Linked DNA regions of Sus scrofa: region 2 is linked to region 1. A link is a contact called in public HiChIP or PLAC-seq data. All regions are on one chromosome and are shown on one strand. The core of a region is the stretch at or near the end of the contact, and the rest is flanking DNA. Distances in the headings are between cores, read along the strand shown.

Evidence for each region. HiChIP or PLAC-seq counts read pairs in DNA pulled down with a chosen protein or histone mark.
Region 2: a contact with region 1 is called in an H3K27ac HiChIP or PLAC-seq map of alveolar macrophages. The contact joins the promoter of ZWILCH here to the promoter of DIS3L in region 1. A contact is called at or near these places in 2 of 47 Hi-C or Micro-C datasets (heart right ventricle and liver) and 1 of 2 datasets of contacts at active chromatin or transcription factors (alveolar macrophages).

The regions. Positions count from the first base shown.
Region 1 is chr1:164,307,929-164,313,650 of Sscrofa11.1, reverse strand. It overlaps DIS3L (DIS3-like exonuclease 1), which reads right to left and starts at 3,531. Exons shown (of 17, transcript XM_021100270.1): 1 at 2,990-3,531; 2 at 1,532-1,685. The coding sequence starts at 3,128. LOC110261940 (a long non-coding RNA gene) reads left to right here and starts at 1,855. Exons shown (of 3, transcript XR_002346351.1): 1 at 1,855-2,505.
Region 2 is chr1:164,480,009-164,486,237 of Sscrofa11.1, reverse strand. ZWILCH (protein zwilch homolog) reads right to left here and starts at 4,453. Exons shown (of 19, transcript XM_021100319.1): 1 at 4,161-4,453. The coding sequence starts at 4,213. It overlaps RPL4 (60S ribosomal protein L4), which reads left to right and starts at 4,473. Exons shown (of 10, transcript XM_005659862.3): 1 at 4,473-4,762. The coding sequence starts at 4,760.

The sequences.
Region 1 (5,722 bases), core at 2,282-4,781:
CTACACCCCAGCTCACGGCAATGCCGGATCGTTAACCCACTGAGCAAGGGCAGGGATCGAACCCGCAACCTCATGGTTCCTAGTCGGATTCGTTAACCACTGTGCCACGTCGGGAACTCCACCTTCTTGTTTCTTGAGTCTAACCTCAACAAGGTAACAGTTTTGTGGAGAGAGGGACCGAGACTTCTTTTTATACTCCTGGAAGCCTGGAAGTAGGAGCTCAAAAAGTGCTCACCAAATGGGAAAACCAGGGTGTTATCCTGTGGGGCCCGGTCCATAACACCTCAGCCTTTGTTTTCACATTTAGCATATTCACAGACACTGTAAGGCAGTGGAAAACCAATAGTTTTCCATCAAGTTAACAACTTTTGAAATGTTCAGGAAGAAAGACATTTAAATTCCAATTCTTTACTTCTGAATGTCCCAGGAATTGGTTTTTAAAACAATCCTTAATATTAAAAATATTTTAGAAAACAGAAATTGAAAATGCTTGGCAGTATGTTAGCCACCTGAATAATAACAACAAATTGATTTTAGTAGCAGAAATTGAAATACGACACCTGGAGCAGCATTTAAACCTGGGTGTATATAAACGTCTATATCTTTGTGTCTGAACAAAATCAACTTCAAGCTCATATAAAAATATTCTATCTGAAAAACCTAGTTAATGCATATTTTTATGAACTCAGCATAAAATAAGGACAACTTAGCATTTTCATACACAAGTAAACACACTTCATCTTTTACTACCAAGATCTGAAGAAACCACAACATTTAAAAAAGGATAAACACATAATTTTTGCTTAACTTGGGTGTTAAGAGATTGGATGTGTAATTCTAATACACTATTTCCCTACAGTCTTCAAGTGCAAATCATCAATCGTTTCCCAATGTTAAAAGAAGGAAAACCATTTTTTTACTGTATTCATGTTTAAAAGGTGAACAACTGTTCTTCATTTAGATACAAGGCAAGCATTTTAGGCTGATTTCAATAAGAAATCCTTTTTTTTTAGCAAACACAGTTTCTATGGTTGCTGGTTATACTAGTAATCTAAAAATAAAAACAAGTTATTTCTGGTTTCACTGAATAAATCACCACCAGTACAATTTAACTCCACAATAAGGGAGCCTAAAATTTAAGAACACTTTCTTTTCCCCCAGGAGGAATAAAACGTAAGCTTCTGAAATAATGTATCTATAAATAAGAAGATTAAATAACACCCGTTTCCAACAAGAAATAAGCAATAGCTCTGCTACTTTAAAAATGCAAACCAAAAGCCAAGAATCTTAAATACCCACATCCTGGGGACACTGCAGTTTATTGATCTACAGTCGCATCTTTTGGCCAGGTGTTGAAGCAGAAATATAAAATAATGTTACTGCATTCCTCACTAGCAAAGAGAATGCCAAATTAGTTCAAAAAGTCCTTTCTGACAAAAATAATGAATTCCCCCCTCCTCTGCCACCAAGGGACCTTTTCTAAAGGGGAAAAAAAATCCTCTCTATAAATAAATAAATAAATAACAGATACCTCCGGCCTCTTTGATGTTGCACAGCTTGACAAGCAGTTTGCATGAAAATAATTCCCTTCAATTCAGGAAATTCAAGGATCTCGAGATAATCTTGCACAACTTTCCAATCTGGGATCATGTAATGAGTCACATCACTAGACAAGAGTTTTCCATCTGAAGCATAATTCAAAATGTGAGAGATTAGACGACGTTCGCAAACCTGGTTTATTTGGATGTCACTCCAGGTGTGCAAAACAACTCCCAATCTTAACTACACCGTGAAGTTTTCAAGACAAGACAAATCTACCTGGGTAGAGGCCAAACATTCAGGTAAATTCAGCACCTTCATTTTTTCTGAAGCTGTGATAAATAAAAGCTCAATGTGGTTTATGGTGTTGCCAGGGGTGTAGAAGACGACGGATTGAAAAAAAAACAACACACATGCAAGCAAGCAAATCTTCAGCATAACCTGAATATATCTCTGTGTTAACTCACTGCCCTACACTCCCATTCAAGTGGGGCTCCCCAAATATACATGTTAATCGCTGTTTAGGCACAGCCATTTCAAACTGGGTCTGTCTCAATCTTGTGAAGGTGCTCAGAAGTCTCCAAGAGCCAGAGAAATTGAATTGACTAGAAAAGATGCTCAGTGCAAGCAGGCACAGTGGTGGGATTTCCACCCAGCCCGTGGGTCCAAGGTGGATAGCCAAGTGGTAATTGAAATGTTCACCTTAACCATTAGCTAAGGATCCCAAATATTCGCTGAAAAGGACGACCACGCTCCTCTCCCACTTCAGGGAAGAGAACCAGGAACCTCCACCATTAAACTGGCCACCTGCGCGGCCTAGACATCATGTGGAGGAAGGCGTGGTGGAAGGCCCACCCCAACCCAATTTCCTCGTGACCTTCCGGTGCGCGGGCCCTGATGAGCCGCAAGTCTTACAGTGAAGAGGGCTCTCCACCGGATAACCTTCTGAGGCCTCGGTGCTGGCAGGTCAGAAAATGTGTGGGGAGCAAAGCAAAGAAATATACAATGAGCAGCGGCAGCGTCAGCTCCCCCCACCAGGCTCGCACAGCTGGGGGCCCCCAGCCCGGGACCTTCCCATTTCACCAGCGCGAGCTGGGGAGCAAGAGCCGCCCGGCTCCAGCGCCCCCAGGCTCAGAAAGCCCCAACCCCCGGCCTCTGCGCGGCGAGGGCGCTGGCCTCTCAGCCCTTCCATTTTCTGGGGCCGAACAGTCGGGAGTCGGTGTGGAAAGACCGGAAGCTTCCGGCCCCTCGTGCCCGACCCGCAGCCCGGCCCGGGGGTAAGCCTGGAGGCGGGAGGAGGCCCGAGGGCCTCGGACTCCGCGCCACCGCGGCCCCGCGCTCCGCCTCTGGGCCGCGCCCTTGAGCCTCAAGGCCGACGCTCTGCCGAACCCGTCCTGCCGCCCTAGCTCCCTCCCGGCCCCGACCGCCCGCGCTCCCGCCGGGCCCTGACCGTTGTGGCAGGAGGCGGGCTGAGGGCAGAGCGGGCTGTTGCAGGGCACGCTGGGCCGCAGGTAATGCTCCCGCACGATCCGCAGCGTCCGGCCCTGGAAGGTCTTCAGGAGCAGCACCTTCTCTCGCTTCTGCAGCATGGTGGTGACGCTCCCCGGGCAGAGCTCCGGGCTCCGGGAGGCCGCCCCGAACGAGCGGCCGGGAAGCCGCGGGCGCAGCGCTGCGCGGGCGGAGGCGAGGCCGAGGCTTCGGGCCCGCCCCCTCGGCCCCTCTTCGCGGGGCTCCCAGCCGGCCGGCCTTACTGGCGGCGGCCTGAGCCCTCTGGGCTCCGGAGGGAAACCGCCCTAATGGCCCGCGTCCCGGGTTGAGAGCAGGAGGCCCGCGGGGTGGGTGCTCCAGCCGGGCCCGCAGGCTCCCTCAACCCCGCCTCAGTTTCTCCCCTCCCTACAATCGTACTGGGGTGGAAATGCCTGGGAGGGGCGGAAACCACGCAGAAGACTTAAGGGAGACAAAGTTAATACAGGTCTTCCTCCACTGACGGTGGCGTTACGTCCTGATAAACCCAAGTCGAAAGTTCATTTAACACCCTTAGTCTACCCAACATAGCTTGGGTTTAAGCTTAGCCTACCTTAGACCCGCTCAGAACACTTACTTTGGCTTACGGTTGGGCAGAATCATCTACAAGCCTATTTTATGACAATGTTGAATGTTATGTAATTATTGAATGCTGTACTGAAGGTGAAACACGAAATGTTTATAAGTGTATCGATTGTACCCCTCGTGATCTCGGACTGTCCAGGGAGCTGGGACTCAGTGGCTGCTCAGCATCACTGGAGTGTCCTGTGGCATATGGCTAGCCCAGAAAAGATAAAAATTCCATGTGGGTGTCACTTTCACACCATGGTAAAGTACACAGATTTTAAGTGGAACTGTGGTAGGTTGGAACCCATTGTAAATGGAAGTAGTTTAGTCTTGTGAAGGTTTGGTACAACTGTAGAGAACTATTATTCTACCCTCTGGTCCATATGGGAATAGGGCCGCCTTATTGATACGGATAATTATTAGTGTTTTGTATTAATATAATTATTTGTGTTTTCTGTTCTTGCTCTTGCCATCCCTGGAAGAACTAAAAGACTGAGCAAATAAGCCAGGAACCCTGCCAGCTAAACATTTTTTTCCTCTTTAAAAAGCTGTATTCATTTTAAATTTCATGTATTTTTAATCTATATAAAAATTCAAACAATGCAGATAAAAATGGAAATCAATCCCTCCTTCCCTTGAGGTAAACGTTATCCATTCAACCTCAACATGAGAGCATTTGCAGCCTCTGGCAAAAGATTTCTCCTTTAAATTTGCTGGATACTAACACAGTCTTTTCTGTGATCACACACCCTTGGTTGTCCACTCTACCTCCAAGCTCTCGACACTTTTGAGCTGCTCCAAGAAGCTTTACAAAGAAGCGTCACATTTAACTGCCACAAGTCAGTAGAGTTGGGCATAATTATTCCCATTTTACAGATGATGAAACAGGATTGAAGAGGTTAAGTGGCCAAGATTACCCAGTTGTTAACTTGTAGAATCAATATTCAAGTCAGGATCTGGCTGAATCCAAAGTAGGCTCTTCACTAATTACTATGCTATCCATAGATGAATGAAATATAGCTCTTTTATCTAAGGAGTTGATGGTCTACTTGTTGAGCTCTAGTTAAGGCAGCTCAACCAGCTGGCTGGATATATTGGAGCTTCCTGCATTGCTAAAGTGAGCAGAACCAGGGCATTCTGTTTGATTACCTTCTCTAGGGGAACATATTAAAAAGTCATGGTCCTTTACTCATTGTATTTTTACTCAATTTATCTGCAGTGTGGGACGATGTGAGATCCGAGATGGAATTGCACAGGTTAGGAGAACATTACAGTGCTGGTCCACAGGCCAGAGCACTAGGAGGGCTCACAAGGCAACCTTCTGTGCAGGAAGCTGTTCCTGATTCAAGAGGTCAGTTCTAGTGATCCCAGAAGACAGAAAATAGGATTTGCCCCCTATGTAAAATGCTTCTGACAGCTGCCCACAATTTCCTCCGAAGCTCTCCCATTTTCATTTCTCTTCTTTTTTTGAATTTTTTGGCTGCACCTGCGGCATGTGGAAGTTCCCAGGCTAGGGGTCAAATCGGAGCTGCAGCTGCCAGCCTACATCACAGCCACAACCACATGAGATCCGAGCTGCGTCCGTGACCTACAATACAGCTCACAGCAATGCTGGATCCTTAATCCACTGAGGGAGGCCAGGGATTGAACCCACATCTTCATGGATACTAGTCAGGTTCATAACATGCTGAGCCACAATAGGAACTCCATTTTTCTCTTCTGATTACATGCCTTTAAGTTCTCTCTTTAGCCTTTCGTAGCTTTAAACTTTCAGCTGGGACTGATGATCTTATAAGGAAGAGAGTGTGTCTAAGGCTTTATTGAATGTTGATTTTATCAGCATTTAAAATAAATCCAAGGCCCATCAAGCACTTCTTTTGCTTGCATTGCAGCAATAGTGTACAAATTATGCTCTTAAAAGCATGCTCCCTTAGTTCTTTTTTTTTTTTTTTTTTTTGTCTTTTTGCTATTTTTTGGGCCGCTCCCGCAGCATATGGAGGTTCCCAGGCTAGGGGTTGAATCGGAGCTGTAACCACCGGCCTACGCCAGAGCCACAGCAACACGGGATCCGAGCCGCGTCTGCAACCTACAC
Region 2 (6,229 bases), core at 3,204-5,703, 170 kb before region 1:
CAGGAGGCATCACTCTCCCAGACTTCAAGAAATACTACAAAGCCACAGTCATCAAAACAGTGTGGTACTGGTATCAAAACAGACAGACCGACCAATGGAACAGAATAGAGAACCCGGAAATAAACCCTGACACCTATGGTAAATTAATCTTTGACAAGGGAGGCAAGAACATCAAATGGGAAAAGGAAAGTCTATTCAGCAAGCATTGCTGGGAAACCTGGACAGCTGCATGCAAAGCAATGAAACTAGAACACACCCTCACACCATGCACAAAAATAAACTCCAAATGGCTGAAAGACTTAAATATACGACAGGACACCATCAAACTCCTCGAAGAAAACATAGGCAAAACACTCTCTGACATCAACATCATGAATATTTTCTCAGGTCAGTCTCCCAAAGCAATAGAAATTAGAGCAAAAATAAACCCATGGGACCTCATCAAACTGAAAAGCTTTTTTTTTTTTTTTTTTTTTTTTGGTCTTTTGTCTTTTTGTTGTTGTTGTTGTTGTTGCTATTTCTTGGGCCGCTCCCGCGGCATATGGAGGTTCCCAGGCTAGGGGTTGAATCGGAGCTGTAGCCACCGGCCTACGCCAGAGCCACAGCAACGCGGGATCCGAGCCGCGTCTGCAACCTACACCACAGCTCACGGCAACGCCGGATCGTTAACCCACTGAGCAAGGGCAGGGACCGAACCCGCAACCTCATGGTTCCTAGTCGGATTCGTTAACCACTGCGCCACGACGGGAACTCCCTGAAAAGCTTTTGCACAGCAAAGGAAACCAAAAAGAAAACAAAAAGACAACTTTCAGAATGGGAGAAAATACTTTCAAATGATGCAACTGACAAGGGCTTAATCTCTAGAATATACAAGCAACTTATACAACTCAACAGCAAAAAAACCAATCAATCAATGGAAAAATGGGCAAAAGACCTGAATTGACATTTCTCCAAGGAAGATATACAGATGGCCAACAAACACATGAAAAAATGCTCAACATCGCTGATTATAAGAGAAATGCAAATCAAAACTACCATGAGATACCACCTCACACCAGTCAGAATGGCCATTATTAATAAATCCACAAATAACAAGTGCTGGAGGGGCTGTGGAGAAAAGGGAACCCTCCTGCACTGTTGGTGGGAATGTAAACTGGTACAGCCACTATGGAGAACAGTTTGGAGATACCTTAGAAATCTATACATAGAACTTCCATATGACCCTGCAATCCCACTCTTGGGCATCTATCCGGACAAAGCTCTACTTAAAAGAGACACATGTACCCGCATGTTCATTGCAGCCCTATTCACAATAGCCAAGACATGGAAACAACCCAAATGTCCATCGACAGATGATTGGATTCGGAAGATGTGGTATATATACACAATGGAATACTACTCAGCCATAAAAAAGGATGACATCATGCCATTTGCAGCAACATGGATGGAACTAGAGACTCTCATACTGAGTGAAATGAGCCAGAAAGACAAAGACAAATACCATATGATATCACTTATAACTGGAATCTAATATCCAGCACAAATGAACATCTCCTCAGAAAAGAAAATCATGGACTTGGAGAAGAGACTTGTGGTTGCCTGATGGGAGGGGGAGGGAGTGGGAGGGATCGGGAGCTTGGGCTTATCAGACACAACCTAGAATAGATTTATAAGGAGATCCTGCTGAATAGCATTGAGAACTATGTCTAGATACTCATGTCGCAACAGAAGAAAGGATGGGGGAAAAAATTGTAACTGCAATGTATACATCTAAGGATGACCTGACCCCCTTGCTGTACAGTGGGAAAATAAAAAAATAAATAAATAAATAAATGGTGCTGGGAAAACTGGAAAGTTACATGTAAAAGAATGAAAGTAGAACACTATCTAACATATACAACAATAAACTCAAAATAGATTAAAGACCCAAATATAAGGCCAGACACTATAAAACTCCCTAGAGGAAAGCATAGACAGAATGCTCTTTGACATAAATCACAGCAATATCTTGTTTGATTCACCTCCTAGAATAATGACAATAAAGACACAAATAAACCAATGGGACCTAATCAAACTCAAAAGCTTTTGGACAGCAAAGGAAAGCATTTAAAAAAAAAGAAAAAGACAACCCACAGAATGGGAGAAAATCTTTGCCAATGATGCAACAGACAAGGGCCTCATCTCCAAAATATACAAACAACTCAGGCAACTCAACAACAAAAAAACAAACAACCCAAATGAAAAACGGGCAAAAGACCTTCTCCAAAGCAGACATACGGATAGCCAAAAGGCATATGAAGAAATGCTCAATACCACTAATTATTAAAGAAATGCAAATCAAAACTAAAATGAGGTACCACTTCACACCAGTCAGATGGCCATCATTAACAAGTCAACAAATAAATGCTGGAGAGAGTGTGGAGAAAAAGGTACCCTCCTCCACTGTTGGTGAAGATGTAAACTGTACAACCACTATGGAAAACAATATGAAGGTACATCAGAAAACTATGATGCTACCATATGATCCAGCAATTCCATTGCTGGGGATTTATCTGGACAAAAACTTTCACTGAAAAAGACGCATGCATCCCTATGATCACTGCAGCATTATTCACAATAGCCAAGACATGAAAACAGCCTAAATGTCCATCAACAGATGACTGGATTAAGATGTGGTACATGTATACAAGGGAATATTACTCAACCATAAAAAAGACAAACTAATGTCATTTGCAGCAACATGGATGAATCTACAGCTTCTCATACAAAGTGAAGTAAGCCAGAAAGAAAAAGAAAATACCATATGATATCACTTATTTGTGCAATCTAAAATATGGTACAGATGATCCTATCTAAAAAACAAACAAACAAACGGAAACAAGAACATGGCCAAGAAGAGCAGACTTGGAGTTCACAAAGGGGAAAGGGAAGGGAGTGGGATGGATGGGCATTTTGGGGGGTTTTTTGGATGCAAACTGTTATATTTGGAATGGATGGGCAATGGGATCCTACTGTACAGCACAGGGAACTGTGTGTGATTGGGTCATTTTGTTGTACAACAGAACTTGACAAAACATTGTAAATCAACTATACTTTAATAATAACAAAAGAAAAAATAAAGGAAAAAGAGTGGAAAAAAAGATACCATTTTTTATTTGATGTACTCTATGACTCACTGAAATAAAAAGTACACCTGTGACTGCCTCACTTTGACTTTTTTTTTTAGGGCCGCACCCGTGGCATATGGAGGTTCCCAGGCTAAGGGCTGAACCGGAGCTGTAGCCGTCGGCTTACACCACAGCTAAAAAAGCTACAGCTCTTTCTATAATGTTGAAAAAAATCGACAAGCACTACCACTTCTGTAAGCAGTAAAAAAAAAGCAATAAACAATGAAAAAGTATGGCACTTAGAAAATAAGGGGTTAGATTACAGCAAAAACGCAAATTCTTTACAGATCCCACCCAGACTTACTAAATCAGAAACCCTAAAAGTAGGCCCAGCAATCTGTTTTGGCAACCCGCCAGGTGATTCTGACACAAGCTCAAATTTGAGAACTACCGGACTAGATTTTTACTTTGGATGTAGACAGAACTGGATGGAATCTCCTTTGGTACTGGTACTTCACTCTAAAAATAAAATGAGGTCTTCGAGCACTGTGAAATAAAGATGCTTTAAAGGGCCGACACACGATCACTATAGCATTCTAGCTGTTGTTCCTTTCATAATTTCTATCCTGAATAGACTATAACAACACGTTTCACACTAGCAAGGCTTTAAAGAGATGAAGGATATCAACATCTAGTGCTCCATATCCTGACAGGTGCCTCTAACACCACGAGTGTGTGTGTTTATCAGAATAACTCGCCTCTTGGAAAACCTGTCACCTTCCACCTCGAGTGACAGCGTACAGATGTTTTTTTTTTAAAACAAGACTACAAGCAAGCCCCACAGGGCCAATCCCCACAATGGAGCAGATAACAAACCTCTCCTCAGCTCCCAGACCCCAGGAAAGCTGACTAGGCGGCAACATTCGCGCCGCTGGAAACAGGCGAGGCGTTAATCCCCAAGGCTGCGTCTAGAGGATTGGGGGGAGAAATGAGATACCCCGAGGAAGAGGTGCTGTGCTCAGAGCCAAGCCAAAAGCAAGGGTTATAACTCACTTCAGGAGAAGAGCGTAAAACTCTTCAGCAGCTTGGTTCATTCGCAACCACATCTTGCACCCGTCGCACTGCCGAACCGGAACCGCCAATCTGAAATACGCGCCCGACGCTGACGTCCGGGGTCATGACCCCCCCTCCAGAACTACTTTTACCCCACCCCCAAAAGCTCTCGTTTGTTCACAAAGTTAAACTTTTGTTTTATAACACACCGCGGCTTTTCCTGTCCCAATAGTTTTCCATTCCCGTAAGAAAAAGTTAAAATAAGTTTTAGCGGTTTCGGGGAAAAAGATACTGATCTCGCGAGAATTGGCCACGCCCCCTTGTGGATTACTCCGCGAAAAAGAGTCCCTCGGTTGTAAGAGCTCTTTTGGCTTTGAAAATTAATAGAAACCGCAATTTGACACCTATTCAGAAATAATACTCTACTTTTTTATTTATGTAGAGTCGTAGAGAGATATTTTGTGTCCCTGAATCGGTTCTGAGACGGGGCAAGGTGGGGGACGAGTTGAAGATTACATATAGAGTGAGAGTGCTAAGCACTTCCTTTTCCTGTGGGAGCCGCCGGGTTGAGAGGAGCGTGGCCTTCTCCTCTCCCCACCATGGTGAGTGGAGTTCTTCTCGGTTGGGCTTATTTTCTGCTCAATGGGCCTGGCAGGAATGGGTTTGGGGTTTCAGGGCATGAGGTCTTCAAGGCGGGAACAAATGATGGGGGCTAAAGTCGTCTGTTTGCGGCTGGGACCTGGGTAGCGCGGCTCTATGGCAGCCATCTTAGAGGCAACGTGTGCGAGTCGGCGCCCGGCGCGCCTGGAAGCGACTCCGGAGAATCCTCCCCAGATAGTTCTCGGGCGCAGAGGGACCTTTGGAATCCGATCTTTCCTTCGATCTTAGAAGGCATTGGTTCCGCTGAAGACTTGGAAATTCTCGGGGCCTAAAACAGTCTGGGTGAAAGAGTTAGTTTGGGTCCTTGTATCTCCGTGAGCTGTTAAGCAAGGAACATTTATCTCTTTTGAGAAATTTCCTTAAGAAAAATATTTTGTTTCACTGCCTAGATTGGCTAGCTCTTGTGGCATTTAGTAAATTGAGCCTAGTTTATTCATGGTAAGGGTCTTAAAATGTTTATGCTCAATATAAAGGATGGTTTGATACTAGGTTTTCCTTGCAATGATGGCGTAATTTGCGTCTTACTCTGTTCTCAGCGACAGTTGCCTGCTGTCAGTAAGCTGGTTCAGAAGGGTGACGAAAATTCTACTGAGCAAGGCATAATCTGTTCTTAATTACTAAAGTTTGAGAAATGAGATTCTTAACTCGGAAAATAGATGTGTCGTGGGGGCCTCATGTTTGCGCCAACCAAGATCTGGCGATGTTAGTACCGCAGAGTGAATTAATTGTGTGTCAGCTTAAGATCTGCCTCTGAAAGCGTTCTGGTCCTTTTGGCTTAGAAGTTGCATTTCCACAAATACAGTCTGCATGCACCATGTGTCCTGGGGAGTTGAGTGAACAAAACAGTCAGAAAGCACTATCCTTATGATGCATCCGTTGTAATTGAGTTGGACAAAATGGATTGTAATGTTTGGTGGCATTAAATGATGTAATCATAGGCAATGAGAGAGGAGGCAGTAGTTGGGCTTCAGTGATCTGAGAAACCTTCAAAGTGGCCTGAAGTGTAGGTATGGGGGAGGGTATCTTTAAGAAGACTTGTTAACTCTGAGGCAGGAGGGGGATATCTCTGAGGTAGGTCTGAGTATCTGGAAGAGAGTATGGGAGTTGAGGTTAACAGGTGGCTGGTGTGGGTCATCCTCAGAGTCTTAGTTAACTTTGAGGGAGTAAGTCCTTGGAGAAGATTATGTAAAAAGTAACATGACTGGCGTTTTTACTAGTAAGTTTTGGAAGATGTTTTTGGAATGGGATGAAGGAAGCAAGGATGGATATTTGGAATAGAGCTCTGTTAGATCAAATTTGCTTATATTTGGGATGAACAAATTTGAATGGTGGCATTAAACTGCATTTTCAAACCTTGTGATGTATGATTTTGATGAGTTTGCTTTCTAAGGCCTGGTTTGGAAGTTTTA